Linked DNA regions of Mus musculus: regions 1, 3 and 4 are each linked to region 2. A link is a contact called in public Hi-C data. All regions are on one chromosome and are shown on one strand. The core of a region is the stretch at or near the end of the contact, and the rest is flanking DNA. Distances in the headings are between cores, read along the strand shown. Region 1 has its middle 5.3 kb from the start of n-THgtg10. Region 2 overlaps Gm46886 (a long non-coding RNA gene). Region 3 overlaps Gm11266 (predicted gene 11266). Region 4 has its middle 4.2 kb from the start of Gm11267.

Evidence for each region. A called contact is a pair of places that touch in the nucleus more often than the background predicts.
Region 1: a Hi-C map of cerebellum shows a contact between it and region 2, with 2.6 times the contacts expected there. The contact joins two enhancer-like sites. A contact is called at or near these places in 4 of 484 Hi-C or Micro-C datasets (cerebellar granule neurons, cerebellum and embryonic stem cells) and 1 of 115 datasets of contacts at active chromatin or transcription factors (fibro-adipogenic progenitors).
Region 3: a contact with region 2 is called in a Hi-C map of cerebellar granule neurons, with 5 times the contacts expected there. The contact joins two enhancer-like sites. A contact is called at or near these places in 8 of 484 Hi-C or Micro-C datasets (the CH12 cell line, cerebellar granule neurons, cerebellum and 5 more) and 2 of 115 datasets of contacts at active chromatin or transcription factors (embryonic basal ganglia and embryonic forebrain).
Region 4: a contact with region 2 is called in a Hi-C map of cerebellum, with 3 times the contacts expected there. The contact joins two enhancer-like sites. A contact is called at or near these places in 2 of 484 Hi-C or Micro-C datasets (both in cerebellum), 2 of 115 datasets of contacts at active chromatin or transcription factors (fibro-adipogenic progenitors and pancreatic cancer cells) and 1 of 9 other capture datasets (embryonic stem cells).

Annotation. Positions count from the first base shown.
Region 1 is chr4:82,613,010-82,615,709 of GRCm38.p6, forward strand. No RefSeq gene overlaps it. Among named protein-coding and RNA genes, the nearest start is that of n-THgtg10, 5.3 kb to the right of the region's middle. Within about 2 kb of position 1,357, at least 47 of the 459 cell types and tissues checked have an H3K27ac peak or open chromatin away from gene starts, as enhancers often do. A contact at or near this core is called in cerebellum, where this site is marked.
Region 2 is chr4:81,936,147-81,938,846 of GRCm38.p6, forward strand. Gm46886 (a long non-coding RNA gene) reads left to right here. Exons shown (of 2, transcript XR_001784536.1): 2 at 1-2. Among named protein-coding and RNA genes, the nearest start is that of Gm46886, 3.3 kb to the left of the region's middle. Within about 2 kb of position 1,410, at least 9 of the 459 cell types and tissues checked have an H3K27ac peak or open chromatin away from gene starts, as enhancers often do. A contact at or near this core is called in cerebellar granule neurons and cerebellum, where this site is marked.
Region 3 is chr4:82,535,986-82,538,685 of GRCm38.p6, forward strand. All of the region lies in intron 1 of Gm11266 (predicted gene 11266), which reads left to right. Among named protein-coding and RNA genes, the nearest start is that of Gm11266, 29 kb to the left of the region's middle. Within about 2 kb of position 1,411, at least 60 of the 459 cell types and tissues checked have an H3K27ac peak or open chromatin away from gene starts, as enhancers often do. A contact at or near this core is called in cerebellar granule neurons and cerebellum, where this site is marked.
Region 4 is chr4:82,591,118-82,593,817 of GRCm38.p6, forward strand. No RefSeq gene overlaps it. Among named protein-coding and RNA genes, the nearest start is that of Gm11267, 4.2 kb to the left of the region's middle. Within about 2 kb of position 1,429, at least 16 of the 459 cell types and tissues checked have an H3K27ac peak or open chromatin away from gene starts, as enhancers often do. A contact at or near this core is called in cerebellum, where this site is marked.

The DNA.
Region 1 (2,700 bases), core at 107-2,606, 680 kb after region 2:
ATAGCCACACCACGGTGCAAGTACCCAGGCAGACACACCAGTGACACACACAAGAATTTAAAAACTTAAAAACCAAGTTGTAGTACCGAGGATCGTAGTGAGCATAGTGAGTGTTTGCATTCACTCTGCCCTCTGTACGGTTGCTTTACTTGCTCAGGTTGTCTACACATCCCTTCCGTAGGGTATATTTGCCAGTCATATCATGTATGTAGACAAAGAGAGGTGAGACGAGACCAAGGTATTTGTCTATGATGGGCACCCATCAAGTAACTTGTTGTTTAAATAGAGCATCTGCCCTAGGGCTCGAATGTTTGACAACTAGACTGACCATGGCCCTTACTCTAGATAGCATGGTAACCTTCTGTCACGGTCACTCTGGGAACTGGATTCATTCTTGGAAGCAGATGCCAAAGACTAGAGGAGACTATGACTCTAGTGCACTGAGGGGACTCTAAGTACAGCAAGTAAGGCAGAAATGTGTGAACTATGTGTGTGTGTGTGTGTGTGTGTGTGTGTGTGTGAGAGAGAGAGAGAGAGAGAGAGAGAGAGAGAGAGAGAAGGCTGTGTACCTGGATGGAAAAATCTGAGAGAGCATGGGCCACAGGTAGCAGCTATAAAAGCACAGGATTCTGAAGAGGCAGAAACATCATTGTCTCAAGGAAATTTGGGGGTAAAGTTCCTAGTGAGGTACACTAAAATACCCCAAGACCTCATCTAAAACCCTTCTAGTATAGAGCTACAGTATCCTTCAGTTCAGTCTTGTCTCTGTGTAAGAGTGGGCTATGTAAAGATCCAGACTTGCCTCAGGTTTGGCAGGCAGTTAGTGAGGCTGTGGTTGTTACTGCCTCTGTCGGCCTTTGGAATTCTTGGGAAAAGCAGAAAGCACAAATGACCAGGCCCCAGCTTGAAGGCAGCTGCAGCCATGAGTTCCGGTCAAAATCCCTCCTGTTTTGGATTTGGTGATCCGTGTGTTCACAAAATGACAAAGAAGAAAAGAGGAAGCAAGGGATGCAGTGACGACGTAGAAATGGGAACAGGAGAAAGTGAGAGAGGCTCCCAGCTGTCTGATTTGTGTGGTGTGATCCCTGCCATGGCTCCGGCTCGGCAGGATTTATGTGGCTTCATTAATCACACTTTCTTTTGAAATGGAATTTTCTGCCTTGGAGCCTTTGAACATTGACATCCAAACACAATATATTCCTTTAAAATCACCTCTGGATAAAGACAACCTGTGGAGGTAATTTCCCCAGCTCCTAGGTGGGGTCTGTTTGATTCTCAGATCTTGATGTAATGTGTGAAATTGGCCCCTCCCTGCCCAGAACAGAAAGGAGTTCCTTGTCTCTGACCAACAACAAGCAGTGCCATCTAGTGGCAATTTGTTTTTATTTTGGTTAATAAGAAAGGGGCCTCCCAGGCCAGCTAGTGTTCTCAGAATTTGGGGAAAAAAACAAAACAAACAAACAGACAAACAAAAAAACCGCTCTTGTCATGCAGTTAAATGACAGAGACAAGAGTGTCGTAGAACTGCCGCCAATCAAAGTGGCCGAGTCCAGGGTAGGCCTTTTGTTGAGGGGTTGTCAGCTTTTGAGGTCTGGGAAGTCGACACAAACCACACAGAACAAAGAGTTCCCTGGGAGGGGGAGGAAGGCAAGAGAGAACACCCTTGCCAACTACACAGCACCATGTCTAACTCTAAAACTGTCCCCAGTTTGCTGATGAGCAAAACCAGAAAGAGGTCACGCTGGAAGCCAAGCCGTGGAAGTGACAGAGGTGGGGCTAACCCCAGGTCTCTTTACAGTTTCTTTCAGAGTCTGCTTTTGTTAGAATTTCCCTTCCTGAAGACCAACCTGCCCAAGTCTCCCACTGACTGTCAGCCACTGAGTTACCAGTACCAGTTAGCAGAGGTAGGGTAGGGGTTCTGTTAGGATTTTTTAGACTGTGGTTCTTGTGGCTGAGGTGCTAAGGGAGAAATGGCCCACGCTTTATGTCTCCCTGCCCTTATCCTTGAGACTGAAGCCCAACAGTTGGGTATTTGCTAGCTCTTTGCAAAGCCAACTGCCTCTCTTGCTGCAGCTCAGCACCGGGCCTCAGGGCATCCTCAGGGCACCTGTGCAACAAGCTTTTTGCCTCAGCACTGCTTCTTAAAAGTGAGCTCTAGCTTGTCAGATCCTGTTTTAGCAAATCATTTCCTATGAATTGGTGAGCTTTAATCGTGGAAAAATAAGTTTAAAATATAGTCTTCATAACTGGAGAATGATTGTAAAACAAGAATATATATATATATATATATATATATATATATATAGTTTACTTGGGGTTGTTCAATGTGTGACTTGGTTAGAAAAGTAAATGTAGATTTTTGTTTCTGAAAACTGACTGAAAAAGAAACAAAAATTGTCTATGACTATAAAGTCTCTTCAATAAGACACGTTGACCATGGGACCCAATGGGCTAGCTCTGCTCCGTTGTACTGCAGAAAGCGAGAGAGAAAGAACATTTGGTTACAGCTGGTAGTAATGAAGTGTGTGTAGCTCTGGATCTTTAATCAGTCACTCAACTACAGTTATGTAGGTAGCTGTATTATGTTGTTTGAACAACCTCTAATAGACCACACAGGCAGACCAAATATGAGGGACATGACGTTTTAGGTTACAGAGCAGATTAATATATATTTGGCCACAACTACTGGCCAAAGGCACA
Region 2 (2,700 bases), core at 160-2,659:
GATAACCTACATGAGCATCTTCTGAAATAGCCTAGGACTTTATCTTCACCCACCCTCTGATATATCAAGCTATCTGAAAATAGCGTTTCTGAATGACTTAGATTGAGTACCTCTTGCCTTTAGAGATTCAACCCACAAGTTTCGTACTCTTTCCTTTTGTTTTAACATTGTTTCTGAATTTCATTCCTTCAATTTCAAACTAATGGGGGGGGGGGTAAATTATATACATTTATGCTATATATAACATATATAATATATATTGTTTGAATAAAATGAGTATTTTCCACCATTGCTATACCAAAAGGAAGCACTGTTTTGTCATAACTTATAGCTATTGAATTTTTGAAGATTATGCTCAGATTTTATTCTTTGTCATCTTTGCCGCTTCTAGCACCAGAATTCAGGGTACAGACACAGAGTGTGTGTATTCTCCTTAGTGTGTATTCTCAGTACTCTTTCTTCAGCCCCAATGTTCAATATGTTATAAAGAGCTTTGATCACAAATGTTTGCAGACTAAGAGATAAAATTCTGGGGTAGGAGAAAAGAGGGGTCGTATCTTGGGTTTCTCGATAACTGTATGTTTAGGGGCAGCTTATAAAAGTTGCCTGGTTTTGTTTTGTTTTGACTAGAGATGGAGAATACCTACCTGTAAATTCTCAAGGCCAGTGGGTAAAAGCAAGCATTTGCATGAAGTGGTGAATCTGGTAACTGGCATATAGCAAGTATTGTAAAATTAGAAGTTTTCTTAATGATTTGGTTAATAATTCTAAACATTTGGAGAAGAGAAACAATTCACTATATTTTCTAACTTCAATTTTTTGTAAGCTAGCAGTCTAACAATAATAGCTTTGTGTCTTTACTATAAGATTCTTGTTTGTATTTGTAATTGTCTCACAAATATAGTTTTCTGTTCATTTACTTGTTTTGTATTTTTAAGACAGGTACTTGCTATGTATTCCTTGATGTATGAGAAGTCACGATCCTTTTAATTCATTCTCCAGAGTGCTGGGAATTCTTGTATTCAGCATGACAACCAGCCTAATGAGAATGATTTTCAAGTCCCTTCTTACCTTCATTCTTTGAATTGAGCCAGCATCCATATTGTATTTTCAAAGGAATGGCACTTACTGCTTGACACTACTGCTGGACTCTAAAATAAGAGCCAACCAGAATTTAGGACTGAGTGAGCAAAGGGCTCTGCAAAGCTCCAACTGGTTTGTGTAGCAAAGAGCAGGCAGGCAGGACTCCTTCTCCTTCACCTCACACAAGGGAAGGATTGATCCTTCTCTTCCTCTTCATCCCCCACATCCTAAACAGATTTCCTGAAAGACCTTCTGGTTACGTTCTCATCCCCTTGGCAAGGCAACTTGTACGCTGAGCCAGTCAGCTGTCTCATTGAGATTCACTGCCAGGTGGACAGCTTTGATGGCAAGGAGGTGGCGTTCCGCCCAGTTAAGCAGCTTTCAAGCCTCAAGCCATAAAGATGAGCTCCTGGCCCTTCTTCCTCCAGGAGGATGCTGCAGACATATTGCCTGCCCTTGGAAGTACGGCTTTCCTGTGGTGCAAATTATTGAGCTGTGCAGAACACCTTACTTATTGCTCTCTCCTCAGAGCACTGGAGACACAGACCTTGTCCAGTTTCTTGTGTCAGCTTTTCTTTGCTAGTGCTGTTCAAGTAATTAGCTAGAGTTGGAAGCAAGAATTAAGTTGGAGGAATTTAATCTCAGTTGATGCTGCTCTTTATATCCACCAGGAAAAAAAAAAGAGTGCTATAAAACATGAAGGAAGTGAAGGAGCTCATGTTTCTGAGTATTTCTTTTATAATGGGCCTTGCATTTTCAACCAAACACACCAACAGCTGTCCTGTGGTGAGGAAACATGTTATGTGCTCTTGCCCATTTTATAGACAGGAATACTAAGAACAACAAAAAAGATTTAAAGAAGACATTTAAAAACCAACAGAATTTTACATTTTTTTAAACCACATATGTAATATATGCTAATTTTAAATGGAAAATAGTTAAAAAGAAGTAAGATAGTCCATTAAATTAAGAATTAGAAAGAAGCACACTGGAGGAGTCCTGAGTTGCTGGCTCATGTGCAAGGAACAGAAAGGTGAGAATTTTCCCCCAGAAACCTTGTTTGGAAGTGGTCTCTTGTGTTTGCACCAACTCACTCCTTCTCGGAGGAGATAGAGAGAGATACAACCTCGCTCTATGCAAGGGATGACCATTTTCCTGAAACCTTAGGCCTCAAAAGAATGTGTAAGAGTTTTCCAGCAATCCATAACCATTTGGAAAATTCAAAGGCAGAAATGAGCCATCCATGGTTGTCTAGCAAGAGAAACAGGAAAGACTTCTTGCTCATGGGAGCCATCAGCCAACCTAGCGATGCCCAGATGAGGGCTGCAAGAATATTTCCTGTAAGGACACTGAGGGAAGGAAGTTGAGACCATTTGATTTCTCCCTAACAAGGCATTTCTTATGGGAGTGTGGGGCCTCTGGACAAGCTATGTGGAGGACCACAGGAAAACCTATGAGGCAGCATCTGGAGCAAAGAGAACTGTCATAGGTAGCTATTGTGTTTCGACCTTGGCAACTAAACACCAGAGTGAGACAGAAAGGCACGGAGCTTGGGGAATGTGCTCAAAGTGAACTACATGTACTTGTATGAAAATTACTGAATGCCATGAAAACACC
Region 3 (2,700 bases), core at 161-2,660, 600 kb after region 2:
GGGGTGGAGAGGGCAGAATGCAAGGGCCTCACAGAGGGGCCAGCGAAGAAAAGAACTTCCTAGACAGCCAGAACCAGTCTGTGCCTTTCAGAGACTCCTGCTCTTCTGCCGGCAAGGTTTGGACTGGGGAAAGGTGAAGGTGGCTGGTGGGTGAGAGGAGAATAGGAGAAGGGGGTAAGGGTGGCTACTTTACTCTCCCTGTCAGAGCTAGCTGAGGCCAACTTTAAGGGGTCAAGGTACCAGAAAACTGCAAGTTTAGATAGCTTGTCCAGTGACAGAGGCTTTGAATTTGCCACAGTCTCTAGATAGGATGTGAAGCTGGGAAGAAGGGAGAGAGAGATTTTTTGGAACACTGGAAACAGGGCCAGACCTTGATACCCTTAAAAATCAAAGAGCCCAAGGTCACATCTGCCCACAGCTCTTGACGTAGGGGCTGGTGACAGTGGGGAGCCTGAACTGGTTCCTAAAGAGAGAGGTAGGGTAAGACCAGGATTCCTGGCTGAGATGGCAAAAGGTACCACTAAGCAAGGGCTCAGAGAAGGAGCAGGGGAAAGCCTGTCTCCCAAGACAGTTTTAGATCGTCCCTCCCGAGGGGCCCAGTCCCCGGTCTCCTCCACCCTTCGAGGGTGGCACACGCGGGAATCTTTGGGCCATTGCTAGCGGTTTCCTGACTTTGCGTCGGGTCATTGCGCACCACGTGCATCAATGGCCCCAGGGGAAGAATTTCGGCTAGCACTCCCTGGAGAAGAGGACTATGCTGGCCCCAGATTGTACAAGCGGGCCACCAACTTCTCCCTGAGCTTCCATAAGGAGTCATGAATCGCAGTGCACGCGAGGCTCGCGGGTTCCATGCTCGCCCTGGCACATCGCTCTCCCTCACTGTTCAGCGCACCAACAGAACCGGGACTGCAATTCTGTTCCAAGCCAGCGCAGCTCACCCTCCTTGTCCAAGGCTAGGGCATTTTGAGGAAGGATCTTCCCAAAGGAACCCATCTCTCTAAAGCGGGAGTAGGGTTCTTTAGTAACTCTCTGGGGGTGGGAGGTAAATCAAATTGCCTGTGGGCTTGCAGCTGGAAGCCAGCTATTTAGGCTCGCTGAGCCTCGTTCCTAACGGATCAGCTCTTTCGATGTTTGGGGATAAGTTGAAGACTGAAGAGAAAACATGATTATCTTAAGTAACTCGCACATCGCCGTTTTCGTCCCCGACTAAAAGTCTGTGTCTTGGGCCAGTTTCGCGATGCCCACGCAAGGCCCAGACTTTAATATTTAAACCAGGCCAGGTGAAACTACCTGTTGGGGTACACTGCAGTCTATAAATCTGATCCTCCTCTCCTTACACAGTTTTGGGGAGAGCTGGAACTGTTCTGGGGGTGTTCAGAGAAGGGACTTCAGCCGAAGGGCGAGCGGCAGTAGTAACAGAGTCTGGCGATGCCCGGGAACTGCACTAGCTCCTCGGCCTCGGTCTGCAGAAGCTAAAGACAGCCCCATGCAGCCGAATCTCGGCGCGATTCTCTATGATTCACTATGAAGCAGTGTGGAAGATTCTTGAGACCAGAGCGCGAGGGGACTCTCAAAAACAAAGAGCCGGGGGCAACTTGCTATGCTCCCGCCCCCCACGGTACACTCCAACCCTTAACGTTTCTCCCTATGCGGAAATTCACTCAACTTCTCCGAGGAGCAGGCGACGGATGCTCTCCTGCCACAGCCTGGGGGCTACCGGCAGCTTCTAGGCCACTTTGCTGGAAGAAAGTCATTGCCTCAAGGAGCAGACACACATTCTTAATCCAGCAGCCGCCGAAGAGCAGTTCACTTACCAGGACCTGATGAGCCCGTGGGGAGGATTTTTAGAAGCTGGGGACAGGCAGGCTCATGTGTCCTAGAACCTGTGGGAAAGACCATTGGGACTGAAGTTTCACTTGGAAAGTGCTGGGCGCAGCCCGGCTCTGGCGCACATTTTCCAGGCTTCCAGGCAGCCAAACTGCGGGAAGCTGCTGGAGGCACCTGGGGCTCAGGCTTTTCCATTGAGAGTTTCTGATGCGGGTTGCTAGTTGTTTATTTTTGTTTTTGTTTGTATGTGTGTGGCTTTTTTTTTTTTTTGGCAGCGAACCCCACTGAGCTTGGGGAGCACCAATATTTGGAATTGCCGTACCAAGGGTCTCATCAGAGGATCAGAGGAGATAAGCAACTTGGGGAACGCGGCGCATTTAGTTTTCTAAGGCCATGCGTTTTTTTATCCCCCACGGTCACTATTTATTTGGCTGCAAACGAAATGGGAATAGATATTAGGAAACTGGGGGGAAGAAAGCGGATAAGCCTTAAATTGTTGAGAGCGCTCCTTTTTACAGTGAAGACTATAGGACTACGTGGAATGGAGAGAAATTATTAGTGAGACTTCATCGCACAGGAATGGTGGAGGAGATTGAGCCACGGAACTAGAAGATGTCTCCGATCTGTTTTGCGCACCGCAGGTTCCCCACCCGCAGTTAATCATCCTGGCAATATTCGCTTGATCTGCCCGCAAGTAGCTTGTCTCCCCGTCCTTCCTGACACTTCCCTTCTCTGTTTACATCTTTCCATGCTGGGTCACCAGCCAGAGTTTTGGGCTTCCCGGACCTCTCGGGTGCCTTGGCAAAAACTCTTACAAACTTTTCGAGCGCACACTTGCGGGTGGGCTCTCTCCAAGCGGGTCTCTGGACTGCC
Region 4 (2,700 bases), core at 179-2,678, 650 kb after region 2:
GAGAGTATTAGGTCATGGATCATAGAAATTCTTTTCCAGAAAAATCTTTCGTAGTCTTTACCCATTGATAAGAGTGAACAGGTGGACCAGAGAACTTTTCTCCCACCCTCTGGCTACAATGAATTCCAAAGTGCTGTCAAAACTGTCTATTGAGGCTGGCGGGATGGCTCAGTGAGCAAGGACAGTGGCTGCAGCTGCACAGGCATGGCAGCCTGGGGCTCAGACACTAGTCCCTACATACAAAGACAGGTGTGGCTGTCTGCACCTGGAACCCAGTGCGGTCAGGGGCAGAGAAGGAAGGCTCATTGGTACTTACTGTCTACCAGCCTAGTTCCAGGTTCAATGAAAGACCCTATATCAAGCAAGTATGACAGTGAATAACAGAGATGACAGTTGATGGCTTTGGCTTCTCACATAGAAGGTCTCTCTCTCTCTCTCTCTCTCTCTCTCTCACACACACACACACACACACACACACACACACACACTGCAGATCATTGCTGTTTCTCTCAAGTATGTGTATGTACATATGCATGTGCCATTGGACATAGCCTTAAATTTTCATTTGTAAGATACAGAGAAGAAATAAAACTTGAAAGCTTAGAGGCAGAGGAAGAGAAGCATAAAACCATACATACCCTCTCCTTAAGGACATTTACAACCAGGATGAAGCTGGATCCACTTGCTACCTCAGGCCCCAGTTAGAGAGGCAGAGGTCAAATAGTCAGATGAGTAAACCACAAGGAGACAATCATTAGTTTCTGTCAAAAAAGCTCACAAGTGCCACATCTCCCTTCACCGAGCTCCTGTCCTGAATTCCCAGTTCACGCACAATCCAAAGAGAGTGAGAAGGGCCCCTTTCTCCCCCTCTAGTTCTGAGGATATAATAGAGGGTTTTTTTTTAATTTGCTAGCTTACAAATCTAAAATATTCTAAACCTCAGAATTATTTTTAGGTCCAAAAAAATTAAAACCATAAAGTAAAATACAGTGCTAATATTAGTGGGTAGCATTGTTGCAATATTTTTAACAAAATTTTATCACCTTTTAAAAAAAAGCTTATTAAGTTGAAGAGGGAACTAAAAAAACACCACTCGGACCCTTTACAAAGCATTTTTCTCTTTACATACCATAGCAACCTAATAAAGACATGGTAACTTGGCAGATGGCATGGCACATTAGTCTTGGAACAAAACATTAGATGCCAAAAACGTGCTAGAAAATCCCTTCCTTCCTTCCTTCCTTCCTTCCTTCCTTCCTTCCTTCCTTCCTTTATTTTTCCCTTCCTTTTCCCCTTCCATTTTGTGTTATTCTTTATGTCATCCATAAGAAAAGGTTATCAACTTACAGTTTTTCAGTGCCTAAACAAAAGACATTGCTAAGGCCAGAAAGACTCTGGAGCCCAGTCTGGACAGGAGCATTGTAAGTAACAGCTTCTGTCTTACTTAGCACTGTTTAGGAGGTGTATATCGACTGACCATTTCTACATTGAGCAGAATTATTCCCTTTGTCTTTTTCTTATACACGTGTCTGAGGTCCTCTTTTTAATGGAGGTGTGGAATCACCCAGATGTACATTCTGGGGATCCCAGCATCTGTGGCCATGATATAATGCAGACAGGGTGCCCCTCTTCTCGGGCAGGGGAGATAAGCTCTGTTAAAAATACAGCCTTGTTTCTTTAAGAACTAGGCGATGGTTTCCAGCCAGCCTCTTCAGGCAGTGAACGTTACCCCTGCCAGGTGGCAGTGCTCCCAGTGATGGAAGATGTAGGGCACTGTGTGTGTGTGTGTGTGTGTGTGTGTGTGTGTGTGAGAGAGAGAGAGAGAGAGAGAGAGAGAGAGAGAGAGAGAAGGCCTAACATCCCTACTTTGTAAATTGTAGGCTCATTTAGAATTCAAAGAATTAACCTAAATCTAAGTTGGACCAGAAAGAGAAATCCCCTTCTCTCTCCCCTTCCTCCTCCCTCTTTTCCTCCTCCATAGCTCTGCCCTCTTCTCTTCCCTCTCCTCCCCTTTCCCATCCCACCCTCCTTCTAAAGATTGCCTTGGACACATACTCTTTAACCTCATCTACATAAGAACAAAATTGTAGGCAGCTTTCTGCATATCACACTTTTTCTTATTAGTATGAAACCAATAAAAGGACCTGTCCTCCAGAGAGGAAAGGATTCAACATTTTGCCTTGTAATAGCTGGCTGTCTTTTAAAACTGTCATGTAATTTCAGTGTCACCTAAAGTGTCTTATTACAAAGGCAAATCTCTCTGTCAAATAGATGTCACTATTCAGTCTCAGAAGGAAATTTCTACCAAGCAATGAGATAACCACAGGTTTCCATGAGGCTTATTCCAGCCTGTGAGCCTAAGAGAAAAGGAACACCTAAGGACGAACATTGTAAATAGATGGACCAAGATCATGAATCCCTTTAGATAAAAACCATTTGTAATTATCACAGGAAAATTTAGAATGTATTTTATCAACGATGAAGATTCAGAAAATTTAAGAAATGAGACTCAACATTTCTCAATCATTTTTCTTTTCCTCTTGGACCCAGCTATACTTTTATTCTTGGACACTGATTCTTCTGTCTTCTACTGAAAGCTATTTAGTAGGTCATAGGTCAAAGGAACATATTCTACTTCCAAGTTTAAGCCTTGGAAACCTCTCAGCAGCCAGCGTATAATCTCTTCCCCTCCATCTATGA